Regions from separate parts of the Oryctolagus cuniculus genome. Here region 2 is linked to region 1. Evidence: chromatin contacts called from public Hi-C data. All regions are on one chromosome and are shown on one strand. Each heading gives the region's core, a stretch centred on a gene start, on an enhancer-like site or on the middle of the called end of the contact. The rest is flanking DNA. Distances are from core to core; before and after follow the strand shown.

The links. Hi-C and Micro-C count contacts between places; a contact is called where the count stands out from the background.
Region 2: a contact with region 1 is called in a Hi-C map of an unstated tissue, with 4 times the contacts expected there. The contact joins the promoter of TAC4 here to the promoter of NXPH3 in region 1. A contact is called at or near these places in 3 of 6 Hi-C or Micro-C datasets (ear pinna, skin fibroblasts and an unstated tissue).

Annotation. Positions count from the first base shown.
Region 1 is chr17:25,587,254-25,593,186 of mOryCun1.1, reverse strand. It overlaps NXPH3 (neurexophilin 3), which reads right to left and starts at 3,472. Exons shown (of 2, transcript XM_070060026.1): 1 at 2,940-3,472; 2 at 1-746. The coding sequence starts at 2,993. The coding sequence ends at 42.
Region 2 is chr17:25,848,099-25,854,031 of mOryCun1.1, reverse strand. It overlaps TAC4 (tachykinin precursor 4), which reads left to right and starts at 2,875. Exons shown (of 4, transcript NM_001082165.1): 1 at 2,875-2,997. The coding sequence starts at 2,875.

The DNA.
Region 1 (5,933 bases), core at 2,223-4,722:
CCTCCTGCACGGGCAGGCCTGTCCTCCGGCCCTACCCAGGGTCACCCCGAGGGATAGTAGGGGGTTTCGCTGTGGTAGTTGTAATCTGGGCACACCTTCTGGACCAGCCGGTAGTCCGTGCTGTAGAAGGCAATGTAGACGCACACGACCTTGAAGGGCTGGGAGCAGCTCCAGGTGGCGGAGCTCTGGGCGTGGTCTCGGGAGCAGGTCTTGGCCGGGTCGTGGGTGCAGAGCGAGGTCCTGCGGCCCCGTTCCACCTTCTCCCACTCCATGCGACAGTTGAAGATCTTGGAGGCCTTGGCTTCGATGAAGATCTGCTGCTCCTGGTGGAACTCTACAGCTTTGCTGGGGGGCACGAGACTGATGGAGATGTTGCCCTGGCCCGTGGCGTTGTGGCGGAAGTGGACGCTGAAGGTCCCGTTGCCGTGGTCCACTATCTTCCCCGTGACCAGCAGGTTCAAGGCCACCGTCTTGATGTTAGAGTAGAAGTCGCCCCAGCCAAAGATTTTCTTCACCTTGGCCGAGGGTGAAGGGCTGTGGCTCGGGCGGTTGGGGGGCTGCCCAAGGACCCCCCAAGCTTCTCCAGGAGGAGCCAGCAGCCCTAGGAGCGTGGGGTTGGCCACGGGGCGGGACTTCGGTGAGATGTGGCCCCGCTTCCGAGGCATCCGGGGCCGGGGGTGGCCCTCGTGGTCGTCGTGGTCAGGGTCCTCCGAGCCAGGGGGGCCGTCATCCTGGCCACAGATGACCTAAGGAGGGCATTGAGAGTGAGAGCCTTGTCCTAGGCAGGGCCCAGTGCTCTCCCACCCCCGCTGGCAGCCTCTCCATTCTGATTTGGGGAGGGGGGGCGCATGCTGGGGTCAGGTGCGCGCTCTGGCTCAGGTCCTGGTCCCGTCTCCTGTTCTGACACTCAGGTCACCCCACCTCTGCTTCCCAGAGCCCTGTCTCAGGCCACTGGTCAAGGTCTGAAAGACTGGGAATTCCCTCCACTGGCCTGTGGTACGAGGACACATGGCCCCTACCCTGGGGGAACTCCCAGTCTGATGGAGGAGGCTCACTTCCTGCTCTTGGAAGAGTCCCCATCTGATGACAGACGCATCATCCCTGAGCTTAGAGTCCCCAGTCTGATAGGAGAGGCAGTGACTCTGCCAAGGTGAAGTTCGTAGGCTGATGGGGGCGTTAGGCTCTCTGCCTGCAGGAGCCCTGAGTCAGATAGGGGAGCCCCAACCCTAGGCTGGGGGAGCCCCTAGTTTGACAGGGGGGGAACAGCTCCTGCTTTGGGGGACTCCCATCCCTACTCCAGGATAACGTCTACTCTGGGATACCAGGAGAAGCGGCAGACAATGACATAAGAAAGCAGTGAAAAGACGAGGGAGAGACCAGGAGTGAACCCGCGCCCGGGCCAGCCGCGGGGTGGAAAGACAGACGCTTCTCTGGGGAGCCCTGACCGCGACACGATGCTCCTTGCAGCACAAGGAAGGAGTCCTTGCTGTCCCCACTTCCCAGCTCCATCTCTCCGAGGCTGAGGTCACATAGGGTCAGCCCTCCCAGTAACACACACTCCGGCCTCATGGGCCAGATGCGGCTTTTTTAAAAACCAAGTTTTATCCGAGCCCTGTCGCCTTGGCGTCTCCTGGAAACTCAGCTGACAGGTCCCACCTGGGAAGGCTGGAGCAGCCGGCTTGACAGAGCTGAGCTTGGGGACAGCTCTGCAGGGCGAAAGGGACTTTCCTTTCTCCTGGGGGCGGTGGCCTGGTTGTGTCTTTGCTCAGCTTTTCAAGGAGTCCTGGCCCTCTGGTCTGTGCTTCTAGCACCAGGGCATGGCGCTGGGCAGCAGGCAGTGACCTCCGGGTGTGCATGGGGGGTGCGAGGGGTCTTCGCACCCCTTTCTGGCTTTGGCTGTGCCTGCAGATGTATGCTGTGGCCCAGCGGTCTCTGCCCCCATGGCCAGGGCTGGCCTTGCCTCTCAGGCCCCAGCGCTGGGCCCGGGGGACAGCGGCCAAGGGAGGCTCTTGGGGCTGGGCTCCCGGCTGCAGACCTGTCTGTACGTGGCCCGGGAGGTCACAGCGCGGAGCGCTGGAGGACCGAGAAAAAGGCCACAAGTGGGGACAGGAGAAGGGGAGGGCTCTCCCCACGGCGGACCGCAAGGCGGATTATTGTTTTGAGAGCAGGGGCAGATCCAGATGTGCCGGTAGGGCTTCTCCATGGCAGGACTGGGGCGGGAGGTGGAGACGGGCGTTGGCGGCCGCTGGGTCGGAGGGGAGTGAAGCCACGGGCAGGGGTCGGGGTGGGGCTCCCCGGCGTCCAGGGCCGCCAGGGAGCCGCGAGCCTATGCTCGGGGAGCGCGCTCTGGGCGCTCCGCTCCGCTGCCGCGAGCACCCGGGGCGGGAGCCGCCTGCCCGGGTCCTGTGGGGCTCGGGCTGCGCGCAGCCGGGAGAGGAGAGGAAAACAACAGGCGGGGAGGGCGGGAGCGCGAGGCAGGCGGGCGGGAGGGACGCGGGGCCGCCCCCGCCTGGACCCGCCGCGCGCACGGGGGCACCCAGAGCCCGGGGGTCAGGGGAGAAGCCTCTGCCCCCGGACGCGGCAGGTCCCCGGCTCCACGCCCCTCGCCGCCCGCCTTCCGCGCGTCCCGGGGCGCCGGGCAGGGGGGTCGAGCAACCCGTGGCGACCCAGCTTCGGGCCTTTCCCGCGGCGCCTGTCGCACCTCCCGCCACCAGGCGCGGAGTGGGTGGGCCAGCCACGCACCCGCTCCCCGCCCCTATTAACCCTTTCCGTCCAGCCTCCGGCCTCGGACCCGCCCTCTCCCCCAGCCGCCTGTCCTCCCCCTCCGTCCCCGGGATGCCGGGGGAAGGGAGAAAGTTTCAGGGCTCGGCAGCTTCCCGCGCTCTCCCCGGATCGTGCGGGCCCCCGCCCCTCGGCGCAGCTCCCCGCGGGCCACTCACCAGGTACAGGCTGCCCTGCACTAAGAACACGAAGCAGCAGCGGGTCAGTTGCATCTTCCTCCTTGCTCGCCTCTTCTGCCTTCGGGGTCCCAGGCGCCGTCCTCCCCTTCCTGCGCCTTCAGGCGCGCCGGCCCATGCTCCGGGTCCCGGCGGCTCGCGGCCCTCGGCTCAGCCAGTAGCCCAGGACCGACCCCGCCCCCTTCGATCCAGCTGTGCAGCCGCCGCCCCCTCCCCAGGTCCAGCTGCGCGCGGCGCGGGCCCTGCTCGAAGTCCCAGATGTGCGCCCCGAGCGCCTCGAAGGGCCCCAGCTGCTCGGCGGCTCCGCCGCCCCAGCTCGGCGCTCGGCGCCCCCCTCGGCTCCAGCGGCGCCGCTCTCGCCCAGATGTGCTGGGGACCTGCGCGCGCGCCCGTCCCCGGTGCTAATTCCCCAGACCAGACGGCCCCTCCCGCCCCGTCGTGGCGCGCCCCCTGGCGGACGCCCCGCGCCGCGCTGCGTCCCTGTCGCCCGTTCCCCGCGCTGCGCCCTGCCAGACTGGAGCGCTCTGGGCGCCCCGGCGACTCCCGCTTCCTCGTCCCTCCCACCGGCGGCGGCGGCGGCGGCAGGTACAGTGAGCCCAGCCGGTACCTCCGGAGTTAACTCCTCCCCTGCCGGCCCGCAGCACGGGCGCCTAGGACACTGGCTGTCCAGCCCTAAACGGGCAGGACGCCAGGCCGGGGAAGTCTTGGCCGAGGCAGGGAGAGGACGGTGGCCGGGGTGGTAGGAGCTCTACCTTTTTCACGCTTCTTGCGGGTGGCCCATTCTCCCGTGGCGGGCATCGGGAACCTGCTAGCCTGCCCCCCCCCCCCGCCCGGCGCGCCCCAGGAGTCCTGGAATTCGGACAGATCCGTTTTTCCAAACCCATTCTAAGAGGTGAATAAGGGCATCTCCCTGATCCTGGCCTGTTCCCTCAGCTACGTGTCCATAGGACTTGCTTTCTTGCAGAGGGAAGTTCTCCTAGGTGTCTAGCCTGCTCTCCTTTTGCTGTCACGTCCGTTCCTTTCCTCTACCTTATTCGGAGGGCCCTGGAGAATCCCTGGACCTTCGCAGACCAGTGGCCAAGGCAGGAAGCATGTGGCTGGGGCCCTGGACTCTCTCTCTCCGAGAGAGCTGCTCTGGGTTCTGGGGCCGGGGTTGGGGCTGGCCTCTGGAGAAGCTGGGCAGGGGCGGGCGGGGGTGGGGGCGGACAAGGGCTCCTGGGCCGGCTGTCCCTCCATCCCTCATGTGACATGGACATCACCCGGCTGAAGGGGGCCTGTGTCCCCGTGAGTTCCTGGATATCTCTGGGCTCTGCAGACCACCAAGCCAAGGAGGAAGAACAAGCCTCTGACCTGGGGTCTTCAGAGGTGGGGTGGGGGTGCCTCCTCCTCCTCCCCACTCCTCCAGGTCTCCTTCCTGGAATTCCAGGGTCTCTTTAGTCCTTAGAAGAAAAAATCAAGTCCCAGCACCCTTGGAGGCTGTGAGACGAGCAGGTACCCCAGCATCTGGCTTGGTTTCAGCCTGGGTGGGACCCTCGGGGCCCAGTGGGCGCTCTGCCCTGTGGCCCTCCAAGGCCCAGCTTGGTCCCTGGCTGCAGCCCCCAGCACACACCCAGCCTCCTCCCCCACCATCTGCCAGGCGGGTGCGCTGGGAATGCAGATGAATCTTAATATCAGCCTGGGCCAAGTGCGATGAGGGAGACAGAATCTGCAGAACCCAGACAGCACCGCAGAGCCCCCTGCGTTCCCAGGCCCCCGGGGCCACACCAGGGTGCAGCAGCAATTCCCTGGTGTTGGCGGGGGGGTGGTCCAGCCCCAGACATCCCCCCCCCCAAGCCAGGGGAGGAAGGAACAGGTAAATCCTTGTGTGGCCTCTGAGCCTCTGGTCCGGCTGGGAGGAAGGAGCCTGAGCGTGGGCAGCTGGGCCGGCACTCAGCCAGGCAGAGGCAGAGCGGGGCCCACTCCTGTCCATTCCAGAAGGTCCTGTCCCCAGGAGGGCGGTGTGGCCCGGCAGATAGCTCAGTGTTCAGGCCAGACAGCCCCCGATTCCATTCCACACCTGGACCTGCTGTGTGACCTTGGGCAGGTGACTGAGGTTCTCGGATGCCAGTTTCCTGATCTGTTGTTGCAAGAACAGAGTGGAGACAAGATGTGCAAACGAAGCGCAGGCACAATGGCTGGCAGGCAGTCGTAGGAGTTCTCGCTTTGCCACTTCCCACACATTTGCTCTGGCTGCTCCTCCTGCCAGACTTGCCCTCACGCCCCTCTTGGCCATTCCTGGCTCTCACTTCCTTCAAGTCTCAGCTCCGCATTCATCCATCAAACGCTGGCTGAGCCTGTCCTCCATGCCAGGCGCCAGGCCAGGGGCTGGGATGCAGAGATGAATGGGACACTGAACCTGCCCTCCAGGATCTCACCGGCTGGTGTGGAGCAGAGACATGAAATCGATCATTGTAATCCGCAGTATGTGGAGTAGCAGGTGCTTGAGGTCCTCGTACAAGGCGTCATGGATGCTCCGTGGAAGGTGGGGCCAGGGAGAGGGGGTCGGAGATGGCTTCCTGGAGGAGGTGGCACCAGAGCCGTGAGGGCTCAGCCAGGCAAGGACTACGGCTGGCAGGGGGCACAGGATGAGCCAGGGATGGGGGCTGAGAACTGAGAGCAGTTTGCTGTTGCTGGAGCCAAGAGTGGGGAGGGGGTCAGCCGAGACAGGGTCAAGGGTTTGGGGCTGCTGTTTAATGAGACACCTTTGATTTTTTTTTTTTTTTTTGGACAGGCAGAGTGGACAGTGAGAGAAAGAGACAGAGAGAAAGGTCTTCCTTTTTCCGTTGGTTCAACCTCCAATGGCCGCTGCAACCGGCATGCCGCGCTGACCCGAAGCCAGGAGCCAGGTGCTTCTCCTGGTCTCCCATGGGGTGCAGGGCCCAAGCACCTGGGCCATCCTCCACTGCACTCCCGGGCCACAGCAGAGAGCTGGCCTGG
Region 2 (5,933 bases), core at 1,626-4,125, 260 kb before region 1:
CTGAGAAAAGCCAAGGCGCGCACCTCCTTCCTGGCTCAGTGAGCAGAGGGGAGCCCAGGGTTCCCCTCTACTCACCCTCAGATGCAGGGTATCAGCTGCACAACCCCTGCAAAGCCACAAGAGATAGAAGGGGAGGTTTCTGGAAAGGGAACCAATTTTAATTCTTGCTGGAGGCAGGGAGAGAGGAAAACTCAGCCAAAGAGGTAAGCATCAAGCTGGCCCCTTAAGGACGAGTAGGAGTTCTCTAGGAGGAAGGGGAGGTCCCAGCAGAGGCAAGCTTTGGGGTGGGAAGTGGCAGCTTGTCCTGGGAGCAGAGCGGGTGCCTGGGACAGAGAATGAAGGGCACACCCTCCCCTGGCCACCACCTCCAGGGTGCCAGCTACAGATCTGCATAAAGCTTATCTGCCAATCCGAGGTCTCCTCACCTCCTGCTGTGATCTGCCCCAGGACAGGGACAGTGTCTCACCTGGTGTCCATAGCACTAACAATTATAGCCAAGGGCCATTAGATATACACCATCACACACTGCCGTGGGCTCCACTGCATTCTCGCTTCATCCTCAAGCTTTGGAAACAGACTGCTATTAATTTTTTTTAGATATTTATTTTATTTATTTGAAAGGTAGAGTTACAGAGAGAACCATCCACTAGTTTACTCCCCCAATAGCTGCAATGGCCAGAGCTGGGCCAAGTCAAAGCCAGGAGCTTCTTCTGGGCCTCCCACGTGGATGCAGGGGCCCAAGCACATGGGCCATCCTCTGCTGCATTCCCAGGCGCATTAGCAGGGAGCCAGATCAGAAGTGGAACAGCCGAGACTCGAACCAGCACCCATATGGGATGCTGGTGCTGCAGTCCAGGGCTTTACCCTGCTGTGCCACAGCACTAGCCGCAACAGGTGCTATTATTAATCCTGGTTTACAGATGAGAAGGGTTAAGCAAAGTGCCAAAGGTGGGGTGGTGGGCTGCAGGTGGAAGTCTCTGACCACGAAGCCCTTGTTTTAGACTGATGGATAGATGGAAAGATGGATGAACTCGATGGAGAGGAGAGAAAGAGGAAATGAACAAGACCATGAACGTCATGCTAGGAATTTGGAAATAAACTCAAGGCAATAGAGAGACATTGGGAAGTCGTAAGCAGGAGAGACAGCTCAGGTGAGGGATTTCGAAGATCGTTTTGACAACGCGGGCACTGTGGCTCAATGTGTTGTCACTGCTTGGGACACACACGTCCCTATCTGAGTATCTGGAATGCAGTCCCACCTCCACTTCCAATCCTGCGAATGCGCCTGCCTGAGAGGAAGCAGATAATGGCCTGAATACTTGCGTCTCTGCCACCTCGGGGGGGGGGGGGGGGGGGACCCAAATGGAGATCCTGGCTCCTGGCTCCTGGCTTAAGCTTGGCCCAGCCCCAGCTGTTACAGCCATTTGGGGAGTGAACCAGCGGATGGAAGATAACTCTCTCTCTTTCTCTCTCTCTCTGCCTTTCAAATAATAAAGAACATAAAAAAGATAAAGAAAAGAAACATCATTTGGAGCCAATGACATTGGAGGTAAGAGGTCATTTTTTTCTGGCAAATCTCAGTTACCACCTGTGAGAAGCCACATTTATTTTTTTAAAAATTTATTAATTTTATTTGAAAGGCAGAAAGACAGAGAGAGAAGGAGATCTTCCATCTGCTGGTTCACTGCCCAGATGCCTGCAACAGCCAGGGCTGAGCCCCAAAGCCAGGAGCCCAGCCTACAGCCTCATCTGTGTCTCCCTGGTGGGCGGCAGGAGCTCAACCACTGGAGCCATCACCTGCTGCCTCCCAGGCCGTGTGTTAGCAGGAAGCTGGGTCAGAAGCGGAGCCAGGAGTCCAACCCAAGGATGACAAGTGGCATCTCAACTGCTGGGCCATTTCTTTAAGTACGGTGTCCTTTCTCCTAGGGCAAGGCTTTTTTTTTTTTTTTTTTTTTTTTTTTTTTTTTGACAGGCAGAGTTAGACAGTAAGAGAGAGAGACAGAGAGAAAGGTCTTCCTTCCGTTGGTTCACCCCCCAAATGGCCACTACGGCCAGTGTGCTGCACCGATCCGAAGCCAGGAGCCAGGTGCTTCCTCCTGGTCTCCCATGTGGGTGCAGGGCTCAAGCACTTGGGCCATCCTCCACTGCACTCCCTGGCCACAGCAGAGAGCTGGACTGGAAGAGGAGCAACCGGGTCAGAATCCAGCGCCCCAACTGGAACTAGAACCTGGGGTGCTGGTGCCGCAGGCGGAGGATTAGCCAAATGAGCCGCGGTGCTGGCCTAAGACACATATTTTTAAGCACACATAGGAAGTTACTGATGGAGAATGCTGAAGAAGAGGAGGCTCAGAAACAGCAAGTGGAGACAAGTGGTGGATTCTAGCTAAGCTGTGTATGGGAGAGCAGAGCACCTGGAAGGGAGCTGCCACACAGGCCATGATGAGGAGGCTCCCTTGGGGTTTGCAGCCAGGGTGCTGGACGCTTCCGGCCCCACACACTGCCCCATTGTGCACCTGCCACTGGAATGCAGCCAAAGGTGAGGCAGGTGTTGCAACAGAGTGTTAAGCCTGGGATCAAATGTTAGGGGGAGGCAGGGGGAGGGTCTGACCCCTTCTTCTGAGCAGCTTCGCTACCATTGGCCTTTCCAGCGGAGGGGGGGGCACAGGCAACATGGTGGGGTGGGGTGGGGTGGGGAGGCCAGGAGTGTTAGATAAGCTGAAGGAAGCGAGCAGGATAGCTGGGAGGACCAGAGAGCAGGGGGAGCGTGCCCCTCCTACACTCGAGCAACCCAAGGGCAGCCCAGAGCCTGCTGAAGGTGGCGTCTTAAGGCCAAGGGGGGCTCCCAGAGGGTCCCAGGGCAGAGCAGTGCTCACCATGCCGTCCAGCGTTACCTTGCTCCTCCTGATGGGGCTGTCTGTGTGCACCTCGGCTGAGGATGGTGGAGAGGAACAGACACTGGGCGCTGAAGCAGGACCCTGGGTAACCGTGACCCTGGAGGTATGCTGGGGAGAGGCTCAGACCAAGGAAGGGGGTGATCCATGCTGGAGGGGTCGCAGAGGTTGCCAGGGGAGCAGATTGTGTGTGTGTGCTGCACACTGGGTTTAGGTTCAAGCCACACGGGAGCAGCAGTGTGTGTGTGTGTTGGGGGGGCAGTGGGGTAGGGATGGCGGCATTTAAAAAACACTTTAGCACATGCTATGTACCTGGCACTGCCGCGTAACACTGTGTATAAATGCTAGCTTATCATGTTTATAAATGCTAGTCCTCATGTCGACCTCAAGGGTGGGAACCGTGACATTTCCATCGCACAGAGTGGTCAGACTGCTTGCCCAAAGCTGCAGAGCTTCCAAAACAACCACACGCTTTGCCCGAGGACTTGTTCTGTGCGTCTGTGCCTCAGAGTTTCCGGAATTTGCTCAGGGCATCAACTTGAGGCAGGACTGCAGGTTTGTCTCACATGGGGAAATTCTTTAGATTTCCTGACAAGGACTGGCTCGTGGTCTCTCCTACTGACCTGAGTACTGCCAGTGGGGAGAGACCTAAGGTTGGAGACCCAGCATCCACACCAGCCCCTAACCCTGCCCGGAGCTCTGATGGCTCAGAACCGGGTGACGAAGAGCCCAACTTATGGGAGTTCCCAACCAGACAGCGACAGAGACGGGACACAGACACAGGGAAGTAAGAGACTGGTGCCCAGCGAAGGTGTCCACGGGGCCAGGGCTCGGCCTGGCTTCTCCCGTTCCCATGGTTGGGGAGCACACTGGGGCTGGCCTTGGCTTGTGGTCCGAGGGCCACGGTGAGGCCCCCTGGAAGCTCTTAGAAACGGGGCCAAGGCAAGAACCAAGCATGGACGGCCATGCACGGCAAACTTCCTTTTTGGTTTGTCCTTGAGAGTGTGCACAGGTAGAAGGCAGCCTGGCTGGGAGACCTGGGTTCAGACCTCGACTTCTGCACTGCCTCCTGCAGTTTCCTGGCCTGCAAATTTGGGGAGAGGGGAGATGATCCCCCAGGCTTTTCTCAAGCTTTGATACGCTTCGCAGGGTCAGTGCCTGTCCCGGCCCAGAGACAGAGCAGGCAGCTCAGGGCAAGGTCGTGGAAAGCGTCATTAGCAACGGGAACTAGCACTGCTGCCCCTCCCCCCCACACACACCCCGCCCTGGCAAGCTCCTCACTCTGCAGTCGTGGCTAAGCCTTACTCTCAGTTCACTTCCTTTAAGGTCCTGGTGCTTCCCAAGATGGAGGGCAGGGGATACGGGAGGAGAGACTCACCACCTGCAGCTATTGGGTTGCTAAGCACTCATACAAACCAAGTGCCGAGGTGACGGTTGGGATGGGAGCACCTTCCGGGACGATCTGGCAGCCTCCCTGGCTCTCGGGCCTCCCTGCCTGCCGCCAGCCCTGGAGCTGGGGATTTGGGTTTCGGGGTACAGAGGGGTGGGTGTGGCTCCTGATGGCCTCCTAGCCCATGGGCAGGAAAGGGTCAGGCCCACAAATTCCTAAGCGGCCCTCCTCTCCAGCTCACATTTGAAGCTGCCTTTTACCCAGGCAGAGTGGTTTTCATGGGCTTTTCAGAAATGGGTCCAAATCTCCAAAGAGACTTTTCTGGTTTCTGGCCCGGCCAGGTGACTCCAGCCGGAGACAGCCTCCCCAGCCCCTGACATCTCAGGAAGGAGACAGACTGGGAAGGGCTGAATTGGTAAAATGCTTAGGAGACAATCCCCTCCTGACCCTGAAATCTGGAGCAAGGCACGCTGGGAATGGCAGAGGGGCTCCCACGGCTGCTGCCCCTGCCCCAGCTCCTGCTGGTCCCGAGAGCTCCAGGGGACCCTGAGGGCACTGGGAAGGAAGAGCACCTTTCCCAACCCCAGCTCCCTGCCTTCTGGCCGGCTGCCTGTGTCGCTCTGGAGAGCAGGAAGGCTGGGCACAGAGAAGGGACTCCTGTGGGACTCAGGTTAAGGCAGGGGAGAGGGCCCGGGCTCGGGTCACGGAAGCAGTGGAGGAATGAGGACTTCCATCCACAGCCCCTGTTCAGGGCACCTTGCCCCATCTGCCCAAGGGTTAAAATGGCTGTGCCCAGGGTAATAGCTTCCACTCCCAATCCACAAGCCAGGCTCAGACTCTAGGGCCGGGGGAAGGGCCTGGGGGGTGACAGGAGAGCAGGTACAGAGGTCAGGAGGAGAAACAATCCCGTCCTGAGTGCATGGGCTGCCCCCTCCTCATCTGTGCTGGGAACATCGCCCAACGTGGAGCCGAGCCACGCTCTGGAGCGACTCCGAGTCTGATTCAGCCACTTCCTGTGTGACCTTGGACAAGTCAGTGCACCTTGTTACATCTCAGGTTTTGCATTTGGGGGAGATCATAGTTCCTACTTTTTTTAGGATTTATTTATTTGAAAGGCAGAGTTACAGTGGGGGTGAGGCAGAGGCAGAGAGAAACAGAGCGATCTTCCACCTGCTGGTTCACTCCCTAAAATGGTTGCAACGGCCAGGGCTGGGCAAGACTGAAGCCAGGAGCCAGGGCTTCATCCGGATCCCCCTTGTAGGTGTAGGGGTCCAAGCACTTGGGCCATCTTCCGCTGCTTTCCCAGATGAATTAGCAGAGAGCTGGATCAGAAATGGGGCAGCCAGGACTCAACCAGAGCCTCTGTGGAATGCCGGCACTGCAGGCAGTGGCTTAACCTGCCGCCCACAGCGCCGGCCCCAGTTCCTACTCTCATGGTGGCTGTTGGGATTAAGTGAAGGGCTGGCGTTGTGGCACAGTGGTTAAGCTGCTGCTCGGCAGCCCCTGTCAGTGTGCCTGTTTTGAGTCTTAGCTGCTCTGTTTTCCATCCAGCTTCCTGCTGACCCTGGGAGGCAGCAGGCGATGGCTCAAGTGGTTGAGTCCCTGTCACCCATGTGGGAGACCCAGATGGAGGTCCAGGCTCCTGGCTTAGC